Linked DNA regions of Mus musculus: regions 2, 3, 4, 5 and 6 are each linked to region 1. Evidence: chromatin contacts called from public HiChIP or PLAC-seq and promoter capture Hi-C data. All regions are on one chromosome and are shown on one strand. The core of a region is the stretch at or near the end of the contact, and the rest is flanking DNA. Distances in the headings are between cores, read along the strand shown.

Evidence for each region. Promoter capture Hi-C pulls out the DNA fragments that hold promoters and counts their contacts. HiChIP or PLAC-seq counts read pairs in DNA pulled down with a chosen protein or histone mark. Capture Hi-C pulls out chosen DNA fragments and counts their contacts.
Region 2: a promoter capture Hi-C map of liver shows a contact between it and region 1, with 3 times the contacts expected there. The contact joins the promoter of Grwd1 here to the promoter of Pnkp in region 1. A contact is called at or near these places in 5 of 39 promoter capture datasets (embryonic stem cells, hematopoietic stem and progenitor cells, liver and 1 more), 1 of 484 Hi-C or Micro-C datasets (CD8 T cells), 3 of 115 datasets of contacts at active chromatin or transcription factors (bone marrow-derived macrophages, double positive thymocytes and memory CD8 T cells) and 2 of 9 other capture datasets (adipose tissue and macrophages).
Region 3: a contact with region 1 is called in an H3K4me3 HiChIP or PLAC-seq map of bone marrow-derived macrophages, with 6 times the contacts expected there. The contact joins the promoter of Hsd17b14 here to the promoter of Pnkp in region 1. A contact is called at or near these places in 4 of 39 promoter capture datasets (erythroid cells, liver and pre-B cells) and 3 of 115 datasets of contacts at active chromatin or transcription factors (bone marrow-derived macrophages, memory CD8 T cells and pancreatic cancer cells).
Region 4: a promoter capture Hi-C map of adipose tissue shows a contact between it and region 1. The contact joins the promoter of Dhdh here to the promoter of Pnkp in region 1. A contact is called at or near these places in 2 of 39 promoter capture datasets (fetal liver and pre-B cells) and 2 of 9 other capture datasets (adipose tissue and liver).
Region 5: a contact with region 1 is called in a promoter capture Hi-C map of erythroid cells, with 5 times the contacts expected there. The contact joins the promoter of Gys1 here to the promoter of Pnkp in region 1. A contact is called at or near these places in 3 of 39 promoter capture datasets (the C10 cell line, erythroid cells and pre-B cells), 1 of 484 Hi-C or Micro-C datasets (cardiomyocytes), 8 of 115 datasets of contacts at active chromatin or transcription factors (bone marrow-derived dendritic cells, bone marrow-derived macrophages, cardiomyocytes and 5 more) and 2 of 9 other capture datasets (liver and pancreatic islet).
Region 6: a promoter capture Hi-C map of pre-B cells shows a contact between it and region 1, with 3 times the contacts expected there. The contact joins the promoter of Lin7b here to the promoter of Pnkp in region 1. A contact is called at or near these places in 5 of 39 promoter capture datasets (cranial neural crest, erythroid cells, liver and 1 more), 1 of 484 Hi-C or Micro-C datasets (regulatory T cells), 3 of 115 datasets of contacts at active chromatin or transcription factors (bone marrow-derived macrophages, double positive thymocytes and pancreatic cancer cells) and 1 of 9 other capture datasets (liver).

What each region holds. Positions count from the first base shown.
Region 1 is chr7:44,855,536-44,859,366 of GRCm38.p6, forward strand. Pnkp (polynucleotide kinase 3'- phosphatase) reads left to right here and starts at 1,611. Exons shown (of 16, transcript NM_021549.3): 1 at 1,611-2,019; 2 at 2,628-2,674; 3 at 2,918-3,214. The coding sequence starts at 1,869.
Region 2 is chr7:45,829,134-45,832,964 of GRCm38.p6, forward strand. It overlaps Grwd1 (glutamate-rich WD repeat containing 1), which reads right to left and starts at 1,656. Exons shown (of 7, transcript NM_153419.2): 1 at 1,462-1,656; 2 at 1,159-1,276; 3 at 849-1,011. The coding sequence starts at 1,648. Grin2d (glutamate receptor, ionotropic, NMDA2D (epsilon 4)) reads right to left here. Exons shown (of 12, transcript NM_008172.2): 12 at 3,350-3,831. The coding sequence ends at 3,647.
Region 3 is chr7:45,553,072-45,556,902 of GRCm38.p6, forward strand. Hsd17b14 (hydroxysteroid (17-beta) dehydrogenase 14) reads left to right here and starts at 1,857. Exons shown (of 9, transcript NM_025330.3): 1 at 1,857-1,995; 2 at 2,984-3,022; 3 at 3,242-3,324. The coding sequence starts at 1,908. Plekha4 (pleckstrin homology domain containing, family A (phosphoinositide binding specific) member 4) reads left to right here. Exons shown (of 20, transcript NM_001381849.1): 18 at 174-223; 19 at 498-610; 20 at 694-1,158. The coding sequence ends at 956.
Region 4 is chr7:45,486,593-45,490,423 of GRCm38.p6, forward strand. Dhdh (dihydrodiol dehydrogenase (dimeric)) reads right to left here and starts at 2,213. Exons shown (of 7, transcript NM_027903.4): 1 at 2,082-2,213; 2 at 1,468-1,579; 3 at 149-312. The coding sequence starts at 2,171. It also overlaps a transcript of Tulp2 not described here.
Region 5 is chr7:45,432,891-45,436,721 of GRCm38.p6, forward strand. Gys1 (glycogen synthase 1, muscle) reads left to right here and starts at 1,949. Exons shown (of 16, transcript NM_030678.3): 1 at 1,949-2,280; 2 at 3,642-3,823. The coding sequence starts at 2,163. Ruvbl2 (RuvB-like protein 2) reads right to left here and starts at 1,574. Exons shown (of 15, transcript NM_011304.3): 1 at 1,362-1,574. The coding sequence starts at 1,373.
Region 6 is chr7:45,368,507-45,372,337 of GRCm38.p6, forward strand. Lin7b (lin-7 homolog B (C. elegans)) reads right to left here and starts at 2,058. Exons shown (of 6, transcript NM_011698.1): 1 at 2,016-2,058; 2 at 1,621-1,739; 3 at 1,409-1,480; 4 at 635-844. The coding sequence starts at 2,052.

The DNA of each region.
Region 1 (3,831 bases), core at 361-2,860:
GAATCTCCATTTCCCAACATCCAAAGATGAGAAAGGGGGCTAGAGGGGCTAGAGGACTGTCACCTTCACACTATTAATATTAATATGGATTGCCTCCCTTTTGTTACTTTGCTTTTTGGGATGATTTCACTTTGTAGCCCAGCCTTTCTCTTCAGTTTTTGTGCTGGGATTTCCAATCTGCCCCATCATACCGAGCTTTAGCGTATTTGTCCCAGAATTAGAAGCGATTTTCCCACTTTATTGCAAAGGGACCGGCATCATAGAAGCAAAGGAAGAGTGTATAGTGATGCTATGCGCTTCAAATGCTAAGGACAAGCTGGTTTGTTTCCGCTGCTACGCAGAGGAATGATGAAGGCGCACATCTGTCATTCCATCAGCAGGGAGATGGGTTTAAGGAGGCACAGGTGTTCACGTCAGTCTAGACTTTTTGAGACCATGCCTCAAAGAACAAAAAAAACCGTGAGCAGTGGCGCACACCTCTAATTCTAGCACTTGGGAGACAGGAGCAGGTGAATCCCCTGGTATCAAAAAGTAAAACAACCCATCAATGGCCAAGTGTGATGGCATTTTCTTCCTTCCTCTCCCCCCCCCCAGCTTTTAGAGCGTGTTTTTCAAGATAGGGTTTCTCTGTGTAGCCCTGGTTGTCCTGGAGCCCTTCTGAAGACCAAGCTGTCACTAAACTGAGATCTGCCTGCCTCTGCCTCCACTTCCCCAGTTTTAGAATGAAAGACGTGCGCTGCCAACCTGTCTGTAGAGCTCTATTTTAATACTAATATTTGGAAGACAGACAGATCCCGAAATTTGAGCCCAGTTTGGGTGTATGGTGGATTAACATACACGCCAAAAAAAAAAAAAAAAAAAAAACTTGTCTGGGCTGAAAGATAACTGCAGCCGGACTTTTTGATTTCGCTCATAGAAGGGGAGGCAAGGTCATGGGACCCTGACCTTAGTACCCAGCTGTTCCTCACAAGCAACTATATGCAATTTTGCCCTAGTTGCCTGTGGTTTGGGGAGGGGCTAGAGGATACTGGTGAGGGGGAAGGGAAGGGAAGGGCTCTGTCTGTGCAGTATGAAATGAGGCTTCATTTCTGCTAGATGAAAACTGCCCCGTGTGTTTTTTTGCAGGTAGCAACACAACCACCACCACCTATGCTCTGCAAGCCCAATATAGTCGGCTTCCCCAGAATGCTCTGTGGTGGAATCATATTTCAGGTTATATATACTTCAGGCCTTTGGAGAAGGGTAGGCATTTTTTAGGTCTTCCCCAGGAGAGCAACTTCCTCTTTATTTTATTTTTGCGGTGGGGGCAGAATCTTACTATGTAGACCAGGCTGGGCTCTGCCTGCCTCTGCCTCCCAAGTACTAGGATTAATATTAAACTCATGTGCCACCATGCCTAGGAAAGAATTTTAACAAGGCTACATCCTGAGAACCTGTCTCACTAAAACATACATACATACATACATACATACATACATACATACAAGAAAATCAAAACAAAAACAAGTAACTCTAGCGTAGGGATCAAGTGACTATGGATGCGAGTGACCCCTATCCGCTCTGGCTCAGAGCGCCTCAAGCGAGTCAGGACTGCGCATGCGCCGTGGGAGGAGCCAAATTTTCGAACAGTCTTTCCCATAGCATAGATGAGCTTTGGAATGAATTCAGAAGTGACTCTACCTATATGCAATCCTCACTGCGCATTGGAACCGTTGTGGTAGCTTGGGAAACGTCGAACCCGCCCATGGGCAAGGGGCGGAATTTCCGGTGTGGCTCGCATTGGGAAAGCAGAACTTCCGGTGGCGGGTGGGTTGCCGGCTGCTGAGCAAGCTCCACTGTGATTCTGTTCCCCTTCACAGCATCCGAGGATGTCACAGCTTGGATCCCGGGGCCGCCTGTGGCTGCAGAGCCCCACCGGTGGGCCGCCCCCTATATTCCTGCCGTCGGATGGCCAAGCCCTGGTCCTCGGTCGGGGACCCCTGACCCAAGTGACGGACCGGAAGTGCTCCCGAAACCAAGGTGGGCACGGGAATGGAACTGCTGCAGAGTGGGATTGGAAGGAAGCAGGGGAGCCTATGCCTAGCCAGAAGCAAGACGAGGCATTATGGGAGGGACAGAGAGGATCTGGGAGATTGTCACCGGAGGGGAGAAGGACAACAGAGAGACGGTCGCTGGGCAGGCTACATCAGGCGGTGATGCATCAAGCCATGCCCAAGACCTCGGTCTACCCCATGTATCTCATGGGACAAAGCAGACCCTACAGATAAAAAAAATACCTGTTCTGGACAAGTCCGTGTCTCTAGCAATCCTAGGGACTCCGAAGTACCTGTTATTATTGAGGAATAAACTGGCTCGGGGGGGGGGGGGGGGGGCAGACACCCCTGTCATCCAGAGAATTGGGTGGTAGAGGCATGAGAATCAGTTCAAGCCCAGCCGCTAGTATGTAGCGAGTTCAAGGCTATCCTGGGCTACCTGTGTTGGGGGATTGAGGAAGGAAGGGAGAAAGTGCCTCTCTTACTTAAGTCCTAGGGAGAAAGTGCCTCTCTTACTTAAGTCCTAGTAGTAGACTGTAGTTGGCCACGCCCCTGTACGTGATGTAAACCCTGACTCCACCCCCTTACCCTCAGTGGAGCTGATTGCAGACCCTGAAAGCCGGACAGTGGCAGTGAAACAGGTACCAGTGTCTTGGCAGCGGGTAGCAAGGACTTGGGAGAGGGGCCGGGTAGATGACAACCCTTCAGAAGGCTGGTCAGCTTTCCGCTTTAACACCGTGCCAGACTAGAAGCCACTAACCTTTCAAAGTTCTGACTGGCCACACGAAGTGAATAGGTGGGAAGATTAAAAATTGATTGGGAGCTAAGGTATTGGATTTGGTGGGGCGGGGTGGTGCCAACCCTAGCTCCTCCTTTGTCTGCAGCTGGGTGTTAACCCGTCAACTGTTGGGGTCCAGGAGTTGAAGCCAGGACTGTCTGGCTCTCTAAGCTTGGGGGATGTCCTTTATCTGGTTAATGGCCTATATCCCCTGACCCTGCGTTGGGAAGAGCTCAGCACATCAGGATCCCAGCCAGATGCTCCACCAGACACTCCTGGGGATCCGGAGGAGGGAGAGGATACTGAGCCTCAGAAAAAGCGAGTTCGGAAATCCTCTCTTGGCTGGGAGAGCTTAAAGAAGTTACTGGTGTTCACAGCGTCTGGGGTGAAGCCCCAGGGCAAGGTGAGGCCGCCACCCCTGCTGCCACCCAGGCTAGCCAGTTAATGTAAAGTTTCCTGTGCAGCCCTGAGCTAGTCTTATCAAAGTTCCTGAGCCTCAACTGTTCTGTGCAGAGAAGACTGAGACCCCAGTGGTGCCGCCACCACTGAGGTACAGGGTACAGGTCAGGCCCTGTAATCAGTGGTGACCTTTCTTGGATCACTCTGAAATGAGGCCACAGAAAATTCACGGCCTAGTTTCCTGTGGCCACTCAGCCAACAGTGAGGTTTGTTTTTTTAAGAATTGATATGACCTGGCACTCGGGAGGCAGAGGCAGGCGGATTTCTGAGTTCGAGGCCAGCCTGGTCTACAAAGTGAGTTCCAGGACAGCCAGGGCTATAAAGAGAAACCCTGTCTCGAAAAAAAAAACAACAACAACAAAAATCAAAAAAAAAAAAAAAAAAGAATTGATATGAGCCTGCATGATTTTCTGTGTACTGTATGCAGGTGGCTGCAGAGGCCACAGAGCATTGGGTGCCCTGGAGCTGTAGTTACAGGCAGTTATGGGCCATCTGACATTTGTGTGCTCCTAACCACTGAGTCTAACCACTGAGCCATCTCTCCAACTCTTCCAACAAAGC
Region 2 (3,831 bases), core at 406-2,905, 970 kb after region 1:
TGAAGCAGAAACCAAGACTTACATTAGCCCACAAGGGCAAAGCAACCAGTCTTCCAGGCGCTCACCCTGCACATCTGTCACTGTCCCCGCTTAGTCTATTCTGCTCCACACACAGTCGCCTCTCCAGTTTCCCCTGAGATTCTGAATCATGTGTGCCAGGTGCACCCCAGGGTCTTGGCACTTTCGTTTTTCTTCTCTGCAAATCTGTTTCCACAAACACCCCAGCCCTGACACTTGCTGCAGGTCTCTAGTCCAAGAACACCGACTTACCCAGTCCTCCTCAAATTCACCATTTACAAAAAACAACTCTACCCTAGGAACACCCTTATACTACCACACTCAGCATCTTGTAACAAACTACAAGCTTTCTCTTGTTCCCTTTCCCACTAGTATGTTATGTTCATGGGCCCAGAGCTTTCTGTCTACAGGCTAAACCTTCTGGGAATAATGTAACAGATACAGGTCCAACAGAGACAGGTCCAGCTACGGGTTGGCTTTTGCTCTACATGCTCCTTGTATACCGTCTCCCTTTTTTGCTCATCTACCTGATCATAAAGTGCTCTATTTATTGAACTTGAGGTGAGCGCTCTACCACTAAGCTGCCTTTGAACTCATTCTATCCTGCCTCAGTTCCTAAGCAACAGCTCAGTAACACCCTTGCGTTTCACCACAATCAGGAGCTGTTTCAGCCTTTATTATCTGTTTATCAGCTCATAGAGTGAAAATGTCTGAAAATGAGGGGGGAGGGAGAGAAGCTGAGGGGCTGGAGGAGGTACTGAGAGACATTTGGATCTAGGGGGAGGGGTGTGCTGCAGAGAATCCTTAACAAGCCCCTGGAAAGACTGTACCCGAACTCGGTTGATGCCACCGTAGTGAGGAACCATGGCCAGTTCCAGCTGAGGTTTCTGCTCCTCCTCATCCTCTTCATCTTCATCTTCCTCATCGTCATCACTGCCCTCTGAGGGTGACGGCCTGGTGCCATGGAGATTGTGCATCCGAAGCATCATCAGTCTGGGGAAGCAAATACGGGTTAGAAACTGAGTGCCGGGATGTTGAAGGAGGAGGGAGGCTGGGGTCCCAGACTTTTAGGTCTGGCATTAGCAGAGAGCCCTAATGCGTGGGGCCTTGTGGATGTCTTGCAAAGGTCCTGGGTCTCACCTATTGCTCTGGGCGCTCTCCGCCTGGGTTCCCGCACACAGGTAAAGACTGAGAGGGAGCTCTGTCCGGTTGTCGCCCAAGTGATCTCGAACTATGTCAAAGCTGAGACAAGGGGCGCCTAGGGATGGGCGGGGAGATTAGAGTTGCTGAGTAGGAACGAGAGACTGGGAACTCGGCCTCCACCTCCTCCAAAGGCCGGCAGTCTGCAGGGTCACAATCCTCAGACTCCAGACCCTTCGTCCCCCAGACCCCAAGACAGGCCTTTCATTTCCCTGGACCCGAGAGTCAGGTCCCTCTGCCTACCAGTTTGCGCACGATGGTACAGCACGTAGGCCTCTTCATCCATTACCAGCTCCTCTCCCTCGCTCAGTGGCGGCCCTCTGCCGGGCAGGTAGACCTGGGATGGGCCTTCGGTTCCTGGGTCGCAGGTTTCAGCCTCCATGGGTTCTCCGGTTTCACACGTGCGACTCCGGCCCTTGCGCGCCGCCATCTTCGAACCTTCTTGCCCCGGACGCGAAGTGAGAGCGTCACTTCCGGGTTTCACCTCCCACAGTCTAAGACCCGTCCCACTGTACTGTTACCTTGGAAACCTGTGAACCAGCCAGAAGAAGGTAATGCGCAGAGAGATGGCCGCCACAAAGTAACCGCGTCCTGGCTCAGTGAGAAGACTTATATTAGGAGCAATTTTGTCTTTCGTGTGACCTTGGGGAATTCTTCCGCGCAGCAATGGCAAGACCTTCTGGGAGTTGTAGTTCTACAGAAGTCCTCGGCTTCAGAGCCCTCTCCATCTTCCACCTTTCATTCCCAGGGTTGTCTTTCCATTTAGTTAATTATTCATGTATGTAAACGAGCACTTACTGGCAAGGAGACTGGGCTTCTGTTCCCCGAGGACCTTTAAGGCCGATTTCTTCTCCTCTCCTTGTTATGATGGTTTTAAATTATTTCAAAATGCTTTAGGGTAGACAGGCTGGACATTATGTATAAGTTAGTGGATTGGATCTATCCTCCAGGGGCAGACCATTTCCCAACCAGGCATTCCCAGGGCAGCTCTGGTCAGCAGGCACTTAATCAGAAAGTCTCTCTTGAGGCTGCTGCTACAACTGAGTCAGCTCTCTTTATCTACCCATGTACACCCGAGTTTTGGTTAATTGGAGTAATGAAATATTGGAAACAGATCCTCACTGGTGAGATTAAGGAGATTCAAGGCGTGGGTTGGCCACTCTCCATTTGCATAAAATAACCCATCAAATCATTCTTGCCAGTAGCAAGGAGTAGGTCTCTAGATTTGGTCCTAATTTGTGCATCCCTTTTTGTATCTCTACTCTTGGGGGTGTTGTCTCTGCCCTGTCACCTCTCCACCCCTCTCCCCTGGACTCTTGCCGCTTCCTGGGGTTGACTGTGCTTTCCCCAATCTCCTGTTTTCTAGGACTGGGGACTGAACTCAGGGTGTTATGAATATTACAACACCCTGCCTCCGCTACACCACCAGCCCAGTTTCTGTTGTCTGACTGTCCTCCCTAAGGACTCAGTTCTCAGTTTCCATTTTTCTCCAGAGAAGTTGAAGGGACAGACACAGAACTCAGGCTTGGACTGAGGAGGCGTAAAAACATGGTTTTATTCCAAACACTGCAGTGTAGGAGCGGGAGAGGGGAGGAAAGGTCAGGTGTGGGCTCCCAGACCCTCCTCTCAGCCCAGCCTCAGACCCTGCTGAAATCTGGGAAAGGAGACCTGGGGGTGGAGTGTCTGCTGGATTATCACTGAAGGGTCACAAATAAGGGCTGGACTTGAAGATGTGATTGGTGGCATCTGGGGTGGTAGGTGAGTGGGGGGAGACAGGTAAAGGTAGGACTTTCGTGGAGGAGAGGTCATAGGTCAGAGCCAACAAGGATCTAAAAGGGAGGGGTCATTGAGGTCTGACATGAAGGGTCACAGTCTGGTCGGGGCACAGTCTGGGGTCAGATGATCATTTTAGGTGTTGGAAGTCACAGTCTGGGGTCAGGGGTTTCTGTGTGGCGGGGCCAAGGTCTGGAGTCACAGTTTGGCATACGCGTCTCACAGTTTTGAGTCCTGATGAATGAAAGGTTAAAAACAGGCTCCCCTAGAGGTGTGTCTGGGGCTAGGGAGCTGCACAGTGATGTGAGGGCCATGGCCCGGAGCGTAGGGGTGGGGCGCGGCGTGACCCCCCCACACCTCCCGCCAATCAGGTGACGTTAAAAAGCCCTTTTCGGGTTTAAAAAAGAGTCGGTGGGCTCCAAGAACCCCGCCCCCTTGCTCTCAGGATGGGTGAGATTTGGGCGACCGAGTCCCCTCTGGCTCATAGTTCCCCCAAGGCAAGGGGGTGGGGCGCAGGACGCTGCTCCAGGCGAGGTCCAGCCAGGTCCGTTTCTGTCCTTCCCAACCCATGAGGGTCTTGTCCACTTAGCGCGTCCCCTCGGGTCGTGGCCTGCGCTGACCGAGGGGGCGGCGGGGGTGGGGGGCCCGAGCCGCGTCATACCTCGGACTCCAGGCTGGAGAAGTGCGCAGAGCCCCTGCGTGTGCCCAGGTCCCCGCCCCGGTGTCTCCGGTGAGATGCGGTGGGCAGGGGCGGCCCCCAATGCGCAGCGTGCGGACAGCGGCGCGCGTGGCGCGAGGGCCCGGTGAGCCTGCGCGTGGGGGCCGCCCGTGGGCAGGAGC
Region 3 (3,831 bases), core at 607-3,106, 700 kb after region 1:
GCAAAATTCTATTCCTCCCCCCAGCCCTTTTCTTTCTTTTGTCCCCTTCCCTCTCCTCTTTTCCCCATCCCGCTTTCCTCTCTTCTTTCCATCTGGACACAAGTCCACCAGGCTGGCCTTGAACTTGTGACCACTCTCCACAACAAGAATTGTAACCAATACTTCCTTTCCAGCCTATTGTTGGAGCTGCGAAATGGCTCAGGAGTTCTGGGTCCTGGAGTAGGTATGGCTCTAGTGTGGGGAGTGGCAATGGGGGAGGGGCAGAGGCAGTGGTGTTATCATAGCCAGGAAGCCCCTCATGCCTGGTCAGTAATAGCAGAGCTCCTGTGGCCTGTATCAGACCCAGCGGTTCCTACTGTAATGGTGACCTCACTGCTGGTCTACTGGTAATAAATGCAGAGAGCCTGAGCTTAAAGTCCTCTAGATAGATACCCGCTAGGAAGAACTCCCAGCGAGCCCCAGTGGCCTGTGTGACACCCGTGGCTTATTTTCTGTAGTCCCAGGCACTCTGCAACCTGCTCACCAGTACCTGGAGGCCACCGGGAGCGAGTGCTCAGCCTCTCCCAGGCTCTAGCTACAGAGGCTTCCCAGTGGCACAGGCTGATGGCAGGTGAGGCGCCCAGGCTCTGAGGGAGGAAGCCTGGAAGTGTGGATGTCACGTGATTAAGTTAACACTGCTCCTTATCCCTTTAGCCTCTCCAGGCAGAAATTTGGATACCAGGGGAGACTGTCTCCAGCCAAGCCCACAGCCTCCCAGTGAAGAACTGCCCCAGGTCACCTCGTCCCCAGCTCCTCACAAGGCTACTTCTGCTACCACAGGGTTCTCATGCCAAGGCAGCCGGAGAGGCCTGGCCCCATGGGAGGCCAGGTGGGACCCTGGGAAGGCCCCTCCAGCTCTGACCCAGGAAGAGGGGGCATGGCCCTTCAGAGTCACTCTGCTGCAGTCCAGCTTTTGACTCCCATCTTTATACTGAGCCCTACAAGCTGGAAGCACAACTTTGAGGTGTGGGACCATTCAGGACCACAGGGGAGAGGTTCATTCCAGCATGTATTCTAGGAGGGCCAGGGCCGCTATGGTCAAAGATTGATTTTCCCAACACTGTCCAAAATTGGATGAAAACTTTGAACTATTAGTCAATAAATAGCTTTTATTCTCTCTGTGGTTGTGACATTGTGTTCTGACAAACAAGGGTAAGGGCCCAATCTGCAGTGGTGGCACACGCCTTTTATCCCAGCACTTGGGAGGCAGAGACAGGTGGATTTCTGAGTTTGAGGCTAGCCTGATCTACAGAGTGAGTTCCAGGACAGCCAGGGCTATACAGAGAAACCCTGTCTCGAAAAACAAACAAACAAACAAACAATATGGGTCTGAGGGAGGAGGCTGGAGCCTGAATCAAGCCAGAAGAAGTAGCCCTGGTCTTACAAGTCAAAGGAAAAAAAAAAAAAAAAGAAAAAAAGCCGGGTGTAGTGGCGCACGCCTTTAATCCCAGCCCTTGGGAGGCAAAGGCAGGCGGATTTCTGAGTTCCAGGCCAGCCTGGTCTACAAAGTGAGTTCCAAGACAGCCAGGGCTATACAGAGAAACCCTGTCTCGAAAAACCAAACCAAACCAAACCAAAACAAAACAAAAAAAACAAGTCAAAGGGAGCAAGGCTGAAGTCAGTCTGAGGAGGCAGAGCTGGGGTGAGGGTCCCTGAGTCTGAAGGAGGACTGTCAGTTTGGGTACCCTGGGACTGAAAAAGAAGGGCTAGGAAGGAGAGTCCTCAGTTCTCCCAGGTGTGCCTTCCTAGAAACACCCCCTCCCAAGGTCAGCCTTCAGTGACCCAGCCTGTATATCTGGTTCCACCCCACTGCTTCTCTGGACTGTGGAGGTGGGAAGAGGTCCAGAGGGCGTGGGATACAGCTGGGGATGGCTGCAGTAACCCGATATTCTGGGAAGGTGGTGGTGGTGACTGGAGGCAGCCGGGGCATCGGGGCTGCGATCGTGAGAGCCTTCGGTGAGTAAGGGTCTTCCCGCCTGCTGTCTGAATTGTTGTAGGAGAGAAAGGATGACTGACAGAGGTTCCCAGAGTGGGAGGAGGAGACTCAGGTTCATTTCTGTAATGATTTATTTGTTCTTAAATGATTTGTTTATTTTTATTTTCCTCTGCATTGTTGTTGAATCTGGCTGAGAGTATTAGATCCCTTGGAACTGGAGTTACAAACAGTTGTGAGCTGCCATATGGGCACTGGGAAATGAACCTGGGTCCTTTGGAATAGCAGCCAGTGCTCTTAACTGCTGAGCCATCTCTCCAGTCCCTCAGTCCATTTGGATTGTTGGGTCTTTGCTGATAGGTTGGTCATTAAAAACTCTTCCTTGGGCTGGAGAGATGGCTCAGCGGTTAAGAGCACTGACTGCTCTTCTGAAGGTCCTGAGTTCAATTCCCGGCAACCACATGATGGCTCACAACCATCTGTAATGAGATCTGGCATTTCTGGAGTGTCTGAAGACAGCTACAGTGTACTTACATATAATAAATAAATAAATCTTAAAAAAAAAAAAAAGTTCTTCCACTGGCCTGGCAGTGGTGGCATATACCTTTAATCCCAGCACTTGGGAGGCAGAGGCAGGCGAATCTCTTGAATTTTAGGCCAGCCTGATCTACAGAGTGAGCTCAGAACAGCCAGGACCATACAGAGCAACTCTGTCTCAAAAATATAAAAATAAAAAAAAAAATCTTCCCTGGATCGGTTCCTAGCTGCAAATGATAGCTTTGAGAGTATTATTGCCTATCGGTTTGGGATTTTTCTAGAATCCAGGATGGGGGCCAACAGCAGCTTAATGAAAAAGGTTATTTGTTGCAAGATTCTGCTCTTGTAAGAGGACTGAAGCCAGTCACAAGAGCCGCTGGAGTGGCAGGTGCTCTGGGTGGTGGCCAGCAGAGGGCACCAGAGATGGTGAGGAAAGTCTGCAGGGCTTGTAACCTTGTTCTCTTCTTTTGGCAGTGGACAGTGGGGCTCAAGTGGTTTTCTGTGACAAGGATGGTGAGTGATTCAGTGTTCGATTCTCCCTTGCCTCCTCCATCGAAAGGGATCCGCGCCTAGCTCTCCTCCCTTGAACCCAGCTCTGCTTCCTCGGACCCAGGAATTCAAGTCCTGGCTTTCTTCCCTCCCATCCAGGGCTCTTCCCTAGCCCTCTACCCTCAGACTCTGGTGTCCAAGCCTCAGCTCTCCTTCCTCAGACCCAAAATCTTTCTCCTGCAGAGGCTGGGGGCCGGGCTCTGGAGCAGGAACTCTCGGGCACTGTTTTTATCCCCGGTGACGTGACACAGGAAAGAGATTTGCAGGTGAGTGTTTTCTGTCCCACACCTGGTCTCCAGTCCCTCTTTCCAGCTACCCATGCCCAGGACAGCTCAGTCCCTCTGCCCTGCTCTCCCTCCCATCTTTAGGAATGAACAAAACACTTGCTTCCTGTATCAAATTTCTGACTTCCCTGCACTCAGAATCTGTTATGTGCCTCCAGGTTTAGCCCCAGTCTGGGCCTCTGTCTCTCTGTCTGTGTATCTCAGCTCCCCACCACCCTCAGGGTCTGTAGACCCTCCTTCTGAGGCTCTGCCTTATACACACACCCCTCTCCAAAGTTTTCTAAGGTGGTGTGCTGATAAGTGTTATATCAACTCTACCCAAGCTACAGTCATTTGGGAAGAGGAAATCTCACTAGAAAATGGCCCCACCAAATTGGCATGTGGGCAAACCTGCTGTTCATTTTCTTTTTTCTTTTTTCCCAAGATAGGGTTTCTCTGTGTAGCCCTGGCTGTCCTGGAACTCATTCTGTAGATCAGGCTGGCCTTGAA
Region 4 (3,831 bases), core at 963-3,462, 630 kb after region 1:
AGTTTGTGACTAGATGCTGGATTCACCCTGGCCAACACAGATTCTGATCCTTTTGTGTGTGTGTGTGGTGGGGGGGGTTGACTGTGGGCAAACCTGGGCAACCATGTTTAGCACCGTATGGATGTGAGAGCGGCCTCTCCAGGCTTACCTCCATAAGGAAGACGCCTTGAGAACGGGCTTTGGCAACCATCTCCCGAACTTCTGCTGCATTCACGCCCATGGGTTTCTCACAAAGGACAGCCTTGCCTGCTGCCAGGCAGAGGAGTACGGCTGGCTTGTGCTGGGGGTGCTGGGTGGCGATGTAGGCCACCTCTAGGGGAGGAGGGAGGAGAGAGGGATGGTCAGCAGCACGGCCAGCAAGAGGGCCTGGCCGCCAACGTTCAGAGGCAAGGCTGTGAATACAGTTCTAGGGTTCTCATTGAGGGGAGACTACCAAGCTTTTGTGTAGTGACAATTTGGAAATTTTGGTTTCTTTAAAAAAAAAACAGAAACATAAGAATATGTTTTCGTTTCAGTCCCAGCTGTGGGATATGGACTGTCCACAGCAGCTGACTATGATTTGCCTTGTGCCCTAGCAGAGGTGTGGTTTGGCCAGCTGCAGAGAGTTTCTGCGATTGTGTGACTTTTGGAATTCTGGCGACTTTTCAGAGGTCTATAAATGCTAGAGTCCCAGAGGTGGATTGTTGGTCAGGGCTTGTGAAGGAGTTATGTACAAAGAAGAAACAAGGAGAAATTAGATATTCTGACAGGGAAGATCAAACTTGCCCATAATCAGCAGTCTCCGATTAACATCCCCCCAAACTCCCTTTCTGACCCCTGGCTTTACTCAGGGGTCTCCTTTCTTCCCTCTCTTTTCTTCTTATGTAGTGTTAGGGGGTTGAAAGGGTGGAAGAACCCACAAAGTAGCAAAAGACAGTTACACTTTTGGGAGGCTGAGGCAGGAGGACAGCCAATTGGAGGCTATGTGTGAGGTCTATCTCAAAAGCCCAAGTGGCCAAGCATGCTTGCCTACACCTTTAATCCCAGTGCTTACAAACTGGAAGCCAAGGCAGGTGGATCTCTGAGAATCTGAAGCCAGCCTGGTCTACATAATAAAGTTTCAGGCCAGCCAGGGCTATACAGTGAGTGAGACCGTCTCTCAAAATAAAATAAAAGTGTGGGATTCAGCTCGGCGGAGCTTTTGCCTAATGTGTGAGAGGCCTTGGGTTCCATATCCAGTATCGCAAAATAAACAAGTAAATAAATTCTTACCAGATTTTCTAGCCTTGGGAGAAACTTAAAACTTAGCCTTGGCTAAGCACAGATTAATATTGTTCAGCCAGTCTCGGGTCACGTGTAAGCCTATTAACTGTCTCCTAACCAGGCCGAGCCTGAGCCTTTCCAAAGACCACCCCTGCAGCCCAGTGCATCTGTAGGCAAGAAGCAGTGCCTAGCTCTGCCCCCACCTCCCTGGTCCAGGCCACTCACCCACGTTTGGGTCCTTGGCCAGTTCCTCATAAGAGCCATAGGCCTTGGGGATGTTGAATTTCTGTGCGAACTCCTCGGCCCGGTTCAGGTCCCTCGCAGCTACCGCTACCACCTAGCGTGGGATTCAAAGGGTTGAGATGTGGAAGACAAAGTAGACGAGCTATGGAGGAGGCTGCAGTGGGGAGCATCTAGCCTCCTCCAAGATGGCTAGGGAAGGTATTACTGGTGGGGAGGGGAAGCAGATTGGGGGGGGGGGCAGACTTAGGCTGTGCTTGGTACATGGCAAGACTGAATAGAGAGGAAAGGGGAGTCTGTAAGCAAGCCCAGGATCCTCCCCGACTGCCCCATGGCTTCGCCTCCCAGCAGCTGATACCTACCCCCTGCAAACCGCGAGCCCCTCAGACTGGGGCGCATAGGAGGTGTGAGCTGAAAACAAATCTCTTATGGCCTTGGGGACCAGAAGGGTCCCCTTCTCTTCTCAGAGTCACTGCCTTAGACCTAGGGACTCTCCTCCCTCACACTCGGGGCTCCCTCGTTCCTCGGACTAGGGACTCTTTCTTAGACCCTCGGCTCCACTCCTCCCTCGGACCCAGTGTCTTCCAAGGGACGTGCACCTGGTGCTCCGAGGAAGGCAGTGAGCTCAGCACGGTGGTAAAGTCGTTGGCAATTAAGCCAGCCGACACGATGCCCCAGCGCAGCGCCATTTTGCACGTCTTCTGCCTGCGGGGGCCGGAGGCGGGGCCAACGCCACCCCGCGCTGCAAGCCGCCCGCTTCCCTTTGACCCTCAGGACACGACCTCAGGACGTGAAACCGCAATCTCTCCACCCGTCTCCTCCTTCCCCTCCTCCCTGCGCCCGCCCTTCTCCCTCCCTCCTTCTCCTTCTCCTTCTTCTCAGTGCCTAACTCTTGCCCAAGCTGGCCTGCAATTCACAATATATATATATAGCCAAGGCTGCTTGCTGACCATAAACTCAAGGCAATCCTCCTGCCTCAGCTCCTTGAGTGCAGCAATACAGGCATACACCACCGTGCCTGTCTTTCAAGTTGCCTTTTTACTTTTTATTTTGAGATGGGGATTTGCTATTGTTATCAATTAGTCTGTGGGGCCCGGGCGTGGTGGCGCACGCCTTTGATCCCAGCACTCTGGAGGCAGAAGCCGGCGAATTTCTGAGTTCGAGGCCAGCCTGGTCTACAGAGTGAGTTCCAGGACTGCCAGGGCTACACAGAGAAACCCTATCTCGAAAAAAAAGCCAATAAAATAAAATAAAATAAAATAGTCTGTGGTCTCAAGAAAATGACCACAGGATCCAAAGTATTTCTGACAAAGCAAACGTTTTACTTCTGGAGAGGACCCAAGTTCTGTCCACTTGGCAGCTCGAAACCATCTTCCAGGATATCCAGTGCCGCCTTCTGTCCTCTGAGGGCACCAGGCATGCACATGGTGGGCATGCATGCATACAGACAAAACTCTTCAACGCATAAAATAAATTAGGAAGGAAGGAAGGAAGAAAAAGAAAATATGGAGGAGGAGGATTCCTTGGAACCAGAGTTGCAGGTGGCTGTGAGCCGTTCATTATATAGATGCTGGGAAGAACAGTAGATGCTCTTAACCTGAGCCCTCTCTCCACCCCCCAGATTATGTCTTTACAAGTCTCTTTAATGATGGAACTTGATTTATCTCACTTGCCGTCGAGAGGGGAAAGAATGTGCACCTTACTGATAATAGCTCCTCTTCACTTACAGCCCAGTTTCATTCTCTCTCGTCTGATCCACTGAACACTGACTGACTGTGCCCAGGTGTTCACAAGTCTCCTATTTAGTAAGGCATAGGAGGCTAATCAGTTATTGTGCTTAACTGATTGAACTAAGTGGCGGCGAGGCAACAGGGACTTTCAGCACTGGAGCGAGGGAAGCCAGGGCTGAGGTCACCTTCTCCTCCCATCTTCACGTAAGCCTTTGCCAGGAAAGACCGTTCCCTGTCACAGGCGCCACAGGTACACGTGCTTAAGATAGCAATCCTCCTGCCTCAGCTTCCCAAGCAGCTCGTACGGACAGGCCTGGATCACAGGCCTCAGAGCTGGTCCTGTGTCCTGTGACCCCTGGAGTTAGGGACAGAGTTGTCTTCCATGTCCTTCTGTTTCTTCTTGGCTTAGCCCTGGACCTCTCTGGGGGTCACTTTTCTGTTCTGGAGACTGAAGTCCCCACAGTTTCTACTTAGAAGAAAGTCTTAAGAGGATTAACTGAGTTCTATGGCCTATTATGTAAATATACTCAACCGGTTGGCAAAGTCTACCTTCACCAAGACTCCAATTTCCCTTGCCTGTAAGACCTTGGTAGCTGGAGGCGGTGCCCAGATTGTAAAA
Region 5 (3,831 bases), core at 699-3,198, 580 kb after region 1:
TGCAGGAGCATGAGACCCCCAAACTACTGTCACACACAGGCAAGCAAAGGCAGGCCCTTCCTCACCATGGTAACAGCAACAGACGCCACTGACCTCCCTACAACTTGCCTGGGCCCAACCCCAGAATCAAGGACACCACAAGGCCACAAGATTTCTTCACTGGGAAGTCTGAGGAGCTAGTGCCAGGCCCAATATGCCCGGTCTCACTTCCTGGGCTTTATTCGCTCACTGTAACATTCAACTAACTGTGCGATGGCACAGACACGTGCCCTAGGTGAGGTTCTGAAAAATACAGTCTCTGGACAAGACCCCATGCTCTGAACCCAGACTCTATTTCTCTTCCTCACTGTCACACTCCTGGCTTCGGACACACTTTCCTGTGACCTGTGCTCTCAAGCACACAACACAACTTCCCACTTACTAATCTTCCCCAGAAGACCAGGGTACCAGTCTCAGACCTCGCAGGACACTGGGATGAGACTTTGGAACTGGTCACTGACTACATCAAGAGGCAGACGAAGTTTCCAGAACGCATTGTGGGATGAACCACGACTCTGTCACTCCAGGCTCTGGCTAGTCACTCATTCACAGAGAAATCTGAGTGTCTACATGACTCTTCCATCAGACCCAGGATTCTTTCTGTTGTTGTTTCTCTGTGTAACCCTTGGCTGTCCTGGAACTGGCTCTGTAGACCAGGCTATCCTCAGACTCACAGAGATCCACCTGCCTCTGCCTCCCAAGTGCAGGCTTTCACTACCATGCCTGACATCTAGGATTCTGAATACATTGTTGCCTTCTCTACTAGCTTCTAAAGCCACAATGAAGCTCCTTCCTCAGTGGTCAATACACTTCCTCCACATCCAGGAGTCCAGGTCCAGCCCTCTTCTATTAGGCCCAGGCACCCTCCCTAGCCCTCCTCCTCCTCCAAACCAGGCCTCATCCACTGTGATCGTCCCTCCGATCTAGGGATTCAGGCTCTAGCCTGCCTACCTCAAACACAAAGGTGCACACACCAGCCTGCTTCCCTCAGACCCTGGTATCCTCTCCTCCCAACACTTCCCACAGATCCATGTGTCCTCCCAAGCCCTCCTTGGCGACTTCCTCAGCCCCCTTCCGTCAGATTCATGCATTCTCCTCTGCTCTCTTCCTTTAGACACATGCATTCTCCTCTGTATCCATTGCTCAGACTCGGTGTCCTCAGCATCCTCCCTCTGACTCGGGAGTACTCCCCAGACCTCCTCCGTCAAACCAGGCATCTTCCTTATCACTCCTCCCTCAGATACAAGAGTCCTCTCCAGCTCCCTCCTTCAGACTCTCTAAGAAGGGTCATTGTCGGTCCTCCACATGCACCCAACACTTACCACGGTTGCCATGATGCACACCAACCGCCAATGCCTCAGCGGAAACGGAAATCGGCTAGGAGCGCGGTCTTTATCCTCTCTAGGCTCCCGGTCATCCAGTCATCTCTATGGCCCATAAGATATATAAAATTCCTGTAGGGGGCGTACACTAGGCCGCGCCCAGCCCGCGAGGCTAAATTGGAAAGCCGGTGTTCTGAATCCCGGGTGGGTTCCTGACGTCTCTTGCTCCTCCTCCTCTTACCTAGCCTCCTCCCCCCTCCTTCCCCCCCGCCCTGCAACTGCTAAGTCCGATTGCAAAATTCTGAGCACATTTTGTAGCAACCACACGTCCTCCACGATCCCTTCCCTCTCTGTCCAACCTTCCTCACCAAATTGGGCCTACAGCTGAGATTGACAGCTCTGTTCACCAATCACTTCCATGCTGCGTAGAAACAAGCCCCGCCCCCGCAGCTCCCCAGGAGCCTCTGGCCAAGGAAACTGGATTCTATCCGCCAATAAGTAGACGCAATAGCCCCCGCCCCCCAGCCGCCGACCAATCGTGCTAGACCAGCAGGGTGGGCAGTGCCTCCTGGCGGCCACGAGGCTTCACTGCAGCTGCCCGCCCGATTCAGTGTCTCAGCTCACCCTACCTGAGTCGGAGCGCTCTGGGGCGGGGGTGCGGTCGTGCAATAGGAAGCGGAGCGCCTTGCAAGCTTCCCCTGGGACACCCGCTAACTCTACCGGTCACCAAGTCTGCTGCGTTCCCAGCCGATCTCTCTGGTTTCCAGTTTTGGTGCTCGAAGTCCCCTGCCCGCAGTAGCCATGCCTCTCAGCCGCAGTCTCTCTGTGTCCTCGCTTCCAGGATTGGAAGACTGGGAGGATGAATTCGACCCCGAGAACGCAGTGCTTTTCGAGGTGGCCTGGGAGGTGGCCAACAAGGGTGAGAACGTCAGCGTTGGTCCCTTGACCAAGAAGGGCAGGCGAGGATGGGGCCCCGAAACTCCGTTTCAGACGGGAAAAGAGTTACGTGGAGGAGTCTTGGGTCCTGGGAAAAGCGCCTGTGACTTCTGTGTCCTTGTGAAGGGGCTGGAGTAGGCGTCCTAGGCCCTGGGGGGAAGGGACAAGAGACTACTCTTAAGATGGAAGGAGGCTTCAGGTTCTGCAATCTAGGGAAGAGGGCACTCAGAGAAAGATTCCTGGGTCTTGAAGGGAGGTTTTCGAGGGCCGAGAGACCTGAGATCTAAAAGTGGAAGGAGTTAGTGCATCTAAGCCCAAGGAACACTGGAGCTTTTGGGTCTGTGGTCCAGAGGACGTGACTGTGGAGTTGGGGTGTTCCTAAAGGTTGGGATTCATGGATTTTTCAGGGGGCATAGCGGACCTGAACCAGTGTAAAGCCAAGAGGGGCTTGGAGACTCAAATTCTTAGATACAAGGTGGGAAAGAGTTGGGAACTTGAATGTCGAGTTTGAAGGAGCCCAGGGCCTAAGTCCTGGCTTCCTATGTAGTGAGGTGCCTCCCTCCCTGTGGACTGGGAAAGCTGGAAGTCCTAAGTTGGTCAGGAGCTGGGCCCTAGGATGGGAGGAACCCACCCACAGTATGTATGGGAGATCACTAGCTTCTCGCTCATGAGAAGGCTGGGCTGGGAATCCCAGCAGCTGGGCCTTGTGGATCTGAACATTTCCTTTTCTGGATCCTGGGGAGAAAGAGACTAGGTCTCTCAGCATGTTGGGAGATGGCAGACTCAATGCTGTGTACTACCAGGGTACCAGTTTCAGGTGAGAAGGCTGAGGACCCAGATTCCTAAATCTGAGGTGGGGTCACAGGAGGAGCAGGGCCCAGCAGTCCCTGTGTCCCAGCCCAGGGCTAGCATCGTTAGGGGCCCTGAAGGTGTGGAATAATAAGTCAAGCTTCCCTCAGGTAACTGGGTAGCTGGATAGGGCCATGTACCATTTTTCCCACTGCATCTGAAAGTCAAGAGCTTTAGAGCCTTCCTGCTCCTAATTCTCTAAGAATTAGGAGACTAAAGAGTGCTTCCTGTGTCATGACCAGGAGTCTAACTGGAGCCTGCTCCTCCCTCAGCATCCTGATTTCAGTCCCCTCTCTCCATAAACTCAAGAGGGCTATCCTCAGGTTTGCTTTTCCACGACCCCTACCCTCCAGTCCCAACCTCCCCTGATTCCCAATTATAGGTTCCTGCCCATTTTCTACCCCAATACTACCCACATACATCCCATTACCTGCCAGGTCTCAAAGCTATGGACCAATGGTGGGGTTGTCTGTCCTTTTGCACTTTGGCCCACAGTGGGTGGCATCTACACTGTGCTGCAGACGAAGGCGAAGGTGACAGGGGATGAATGGGGTGACAACTACTATCTGGTGGGACCATACACGGAGCAGGGTGTGAGGACGCAGGTAGAGCTCCTGGAGCCCCCAACTCCGGAACTGAAGAGGACTTTGGATTCCATGAACAGCAAGGGTTGTAAGGTGGGACA
Region 6 (3,831 bases), core at 808-3,307, 510 kb after region 1:
CTGCCCTTACCACCCTACCCAGGACATGGGACCAGTGGATAGTGACACGGCTGCTGGGGTCAAGTCTCCAAGGCCTCATATCCCTCTAGTGGATCACCAACTTTAGGCACAGCACCCACAACCTAAAAACTGCATGTCAAGATAGCTTTGAGTCCCAGTGTCCTCAATGAACCAGGCCACTGAACCTGTCCCAAAAAAGTCTGTCTACACCCCCTAAGCTTATTGATCTCCTGCCCTCACTGCCCAGGGCCAGAAGCCGGGCTTTTCTGGAGAGACGACCTCCTCGGTGGTGTTTCCTTGGATTCTAATCACTGGGGTTTCAGGATGCTGACTGGCCCAGACATCAGGCAGAGCCAGCCTTTCTCCTCATCTCAGGGACCATCTCTGTTCCGAGCCAGAACCACCCCTCCACATCTTAGTTCAGAGAAGTACCCAACCTTCAACCTCCAAGCCAAATATTCCTCCTGAAAACAACTGCCATCTTCTACACTGGGCTGCTATCCTAGCTAGGCTCTCTGAAGTCCTTGAGGGTCAGCAGTGTACCCCACAGTGCTGTCTCCAAAGGCTGTGTTCCCTGTGTAGAGGGAATGTGACCGTCCAGGGCTGCCTTACGGACACTACCAACCCCACTCACCACACCATTCACAGACAGCAGCTGGTCTCCCCTCTTGAGGCCACCATGGCGATCAGCCACGCCCCCAGGGATGACTCGAGAGATATAGATGGGTGAGTTCTGCTCCTTGCCACCCATGATGTTGAAGCCCAAACCCTCATCAGTCTTCGGTAGTTCCACGACCCTGGGATGTGCGTGGCCCTCACTGGCCGTGAAAGCAGCCACTGTGGCCTGGAAGAGAGAAGACGCCTCAATGAGAGAGACCCTCTTTGAGACATGGGCACTCCAGCCAGCGTAGCCGCAAAGATCAAGTAGGGGAACCCTGACACAGCTCAACAGGAGGCTACCCTATACTGACTCCGACCTGTGAGAACCCTTGCTTTCTTCCGAAAGTCAGGGAGAAGGGCATCCTTAGTACTTAACACCTGCCAATCTTGTTCTCAGACAAATGGAAACAAGTGCCCCCCCCACCTCGGGGGTGGGGTGGGGTGATAGGGATCAGGTGTAAATCTTGAGTCTGCAGGCAGTAATAAGTAATAAGCACTGCAGTTTGGAAAGGTGTCCCTGTTCACAACATCCAACAGGATTGCCTTTTAGGGTCATCTTACCGACAGGAAAGTGAGGCCAGTTTCCAAGCCTGTTGCTAGAGAGAATCTCATGTGCATTCAAGTTAAAAATGTGCAGTTATTTAAAGGGCATTATAAATAAATCTTCATAGGGTGGCACAGAGATGCGCTGATGTGAAGGAGGGCACTGCTTTCGTGGTCACCCAGAGCTACCGGAGCAGGAGCTTACCTTAGCTGTGGCATGAGCCCGCACCTCGGCGCTGCCAGTGATGTCCAGCGTGTCATAGAGCTGTTCATACACCTGGGAAGTCGGGGACACGGCAACGTCAGAGAGCTGCCAGTCCACAGCCCTGGACACCGGTGTCCTCGTCCGCTCGCCCGTCGCCGACCCCGCCGCAGAGTGCAAGGAAACTACAACTTATACAGAACCAAGATGCTCACCTCGCGGATGGCGGAGCAGAAGCGACTCTGCAGGACCCGCTGCAGGGCCTGCAGCTTCTGCGGGGGCAGCTCTCCGCTGCGCTGCAGCCGCTCCAGCAGCTCCACAGCCCGGGACACGTCTGCAGAAAGCGGCAGGGACCGCGAGAGCATACGCCGGCAGCAAGAAGGGCAATCGAGGTCAGACTGGAAGCGATCCACGTGCCTCGCGGGTCGCGGGGACCCCAACCCTGGGCGAGGTGTTGGTGGGGCGCTCCGCCCCAGACCCTCCCACGCCCTCAGACTGCAGGCCGCGCCCCGCCCACCCTAACTAGGTCCGCCCCCCAACCCCCGCATCTGCAAAGCCTGTCGCAACCCAACGGAGCCCAGAGCCCGGACTGGACCCTCGGAGCGCTTACCCCGCTCCAGCCCCAGCGGCTCCACCAGTGCAGCCATATCGCCTCTAATGCAAGCCACCCGCCCAGGCGCCAGCGAGGAGGTGCAATGCGAGGCCCCGCCCACCAGGTGCTGGCAAGGAGGTGGTGCATGAGGCCCTGCCCACACGGCAACCAACAGTTTCAGAGGGCCTGCCCTCACACTGACAGGAGGCGGTGCTGCGCAGGGTCCCGCCCACTCCGGAACTCTAGAGACCTTCCCCCTCTGGGTGTCTCGCTCCTACATCACTATCTGCTGCCCATCATAGGTCTATCCTAGCCGCGATCTTGTTACTCCGTTGGTGTGTCTGCCTTGCTCTTTACAGTATGTCTGTGCTTTTCTGGTAACTTCCCCTCATTTCTACAGAGGGGCGTGGGTTCTCAGGACTCCAGGGGCCTATAGAAGAGGATCGCTGTGACTTGGAAGACAGAAACACCTAACAAGAGCCTATTTCAAGAAAGCAGAAAAATAAAAGCTGAAGGGGTAACTCAGTCGAAGAGTGCTAACCTTGCAGGCTGAGATTCTAGGTCCTGCACCCTGCAGAGCATAAATCATACCTGTAATCCCAGCATTCAGAAGTGGAGGCAGGGTGATCGGAACAGTGCCCAAGGTCACCCTCAGTTACACTGAAGTCTTGTGGCTAGCCAAGTCTACGTAAGACTGACAAAACATACACACAGAGCCCGGTGGTCCACGTCTTTAATCTCAGCACTTCCAAGGTCAGTGATTTCCATAGTGAGACCCTGTCTAGACTAACCTAGACTCACACACTGAAAGAGAGGGGGGGGAGGGGAGGGGAGGGGAGAGAGGAGGAGAGGAGAGAGAAACTTGAATAAGACCTTTATAGTTTAGAGATGCTTGGAAGATAAAGTCAACAAGTTGTATGACCTGGGTCACCCCAGCAGCCACCCAGAGAGTAGCCAAGAGGCTAGGCAGTGGTGACGGCAAAACAGTGGTCTTGTGTTATAATTTGCATTTGGATCTGTGTCTCCATATAAACCCCTGAGAGTGTACAAGATGGTCAAATACCTATCTGAAGATCTCCAGGGAGACTGGATTTCAGAAGGGGCAGAAGGGCAGATAAGGCCCTGGAGACTGGTCCACTAACGTGGAGTGCTGCCTGTTTGGGTGAGAGGTGGAGTGGGGAGCACTGAGGTGGACAGGTTCTCATGGTGACTGTGTGGACTGCTTGCAGATATTCTCGATGTGGGGAGCCTGTAGTTAGGCTGGTGATGTGGCTCAGCAGAGCACTTGCCTAGCAAATCGAAAGCCTTGGGTTCCACCTGCAGCACTGTATAACCCTGGTGCTCGGCTGGAATCCTACGCTGTGGGGGCAGTAAGATCATTAGTTGGTGGCGAACTTAGGTTACAGGAGATGCTGGATGGGGGAGGGGGGGACCAAAAGCAAGCAAACAAACCGAATGACCACTTAATTTTTTTTTAAGATTTATTTATTATTATACATAAGTACACTGTAGCAGTCTTCAGATGCACCAGCAGAGAGCATCAGATCTCATTAGGCATGGTTGTGAGCCAACCATGTGGTTGCTGGGATTTGAACTCAGGACCTTAGGAAGAACAGTCGGTGTTCTTAACCATTGAGCCATCTCTCCAGCTCCCCCGAATGACCACTTAAGCCTGTGATGTCTGAACAGAGCCTGGGAGCTAGAAGATGCTGCTGGCTGTCTCAGCATTTTGGGTACAGGTGATAAACCTCAGGGGACAAGATGCAGGAGCAAGGAAACAAAGAAGAGAGGAGGCTGGGTGGAAGCTTGGGTGGGAGGTGTGAGGAGCTGGCTG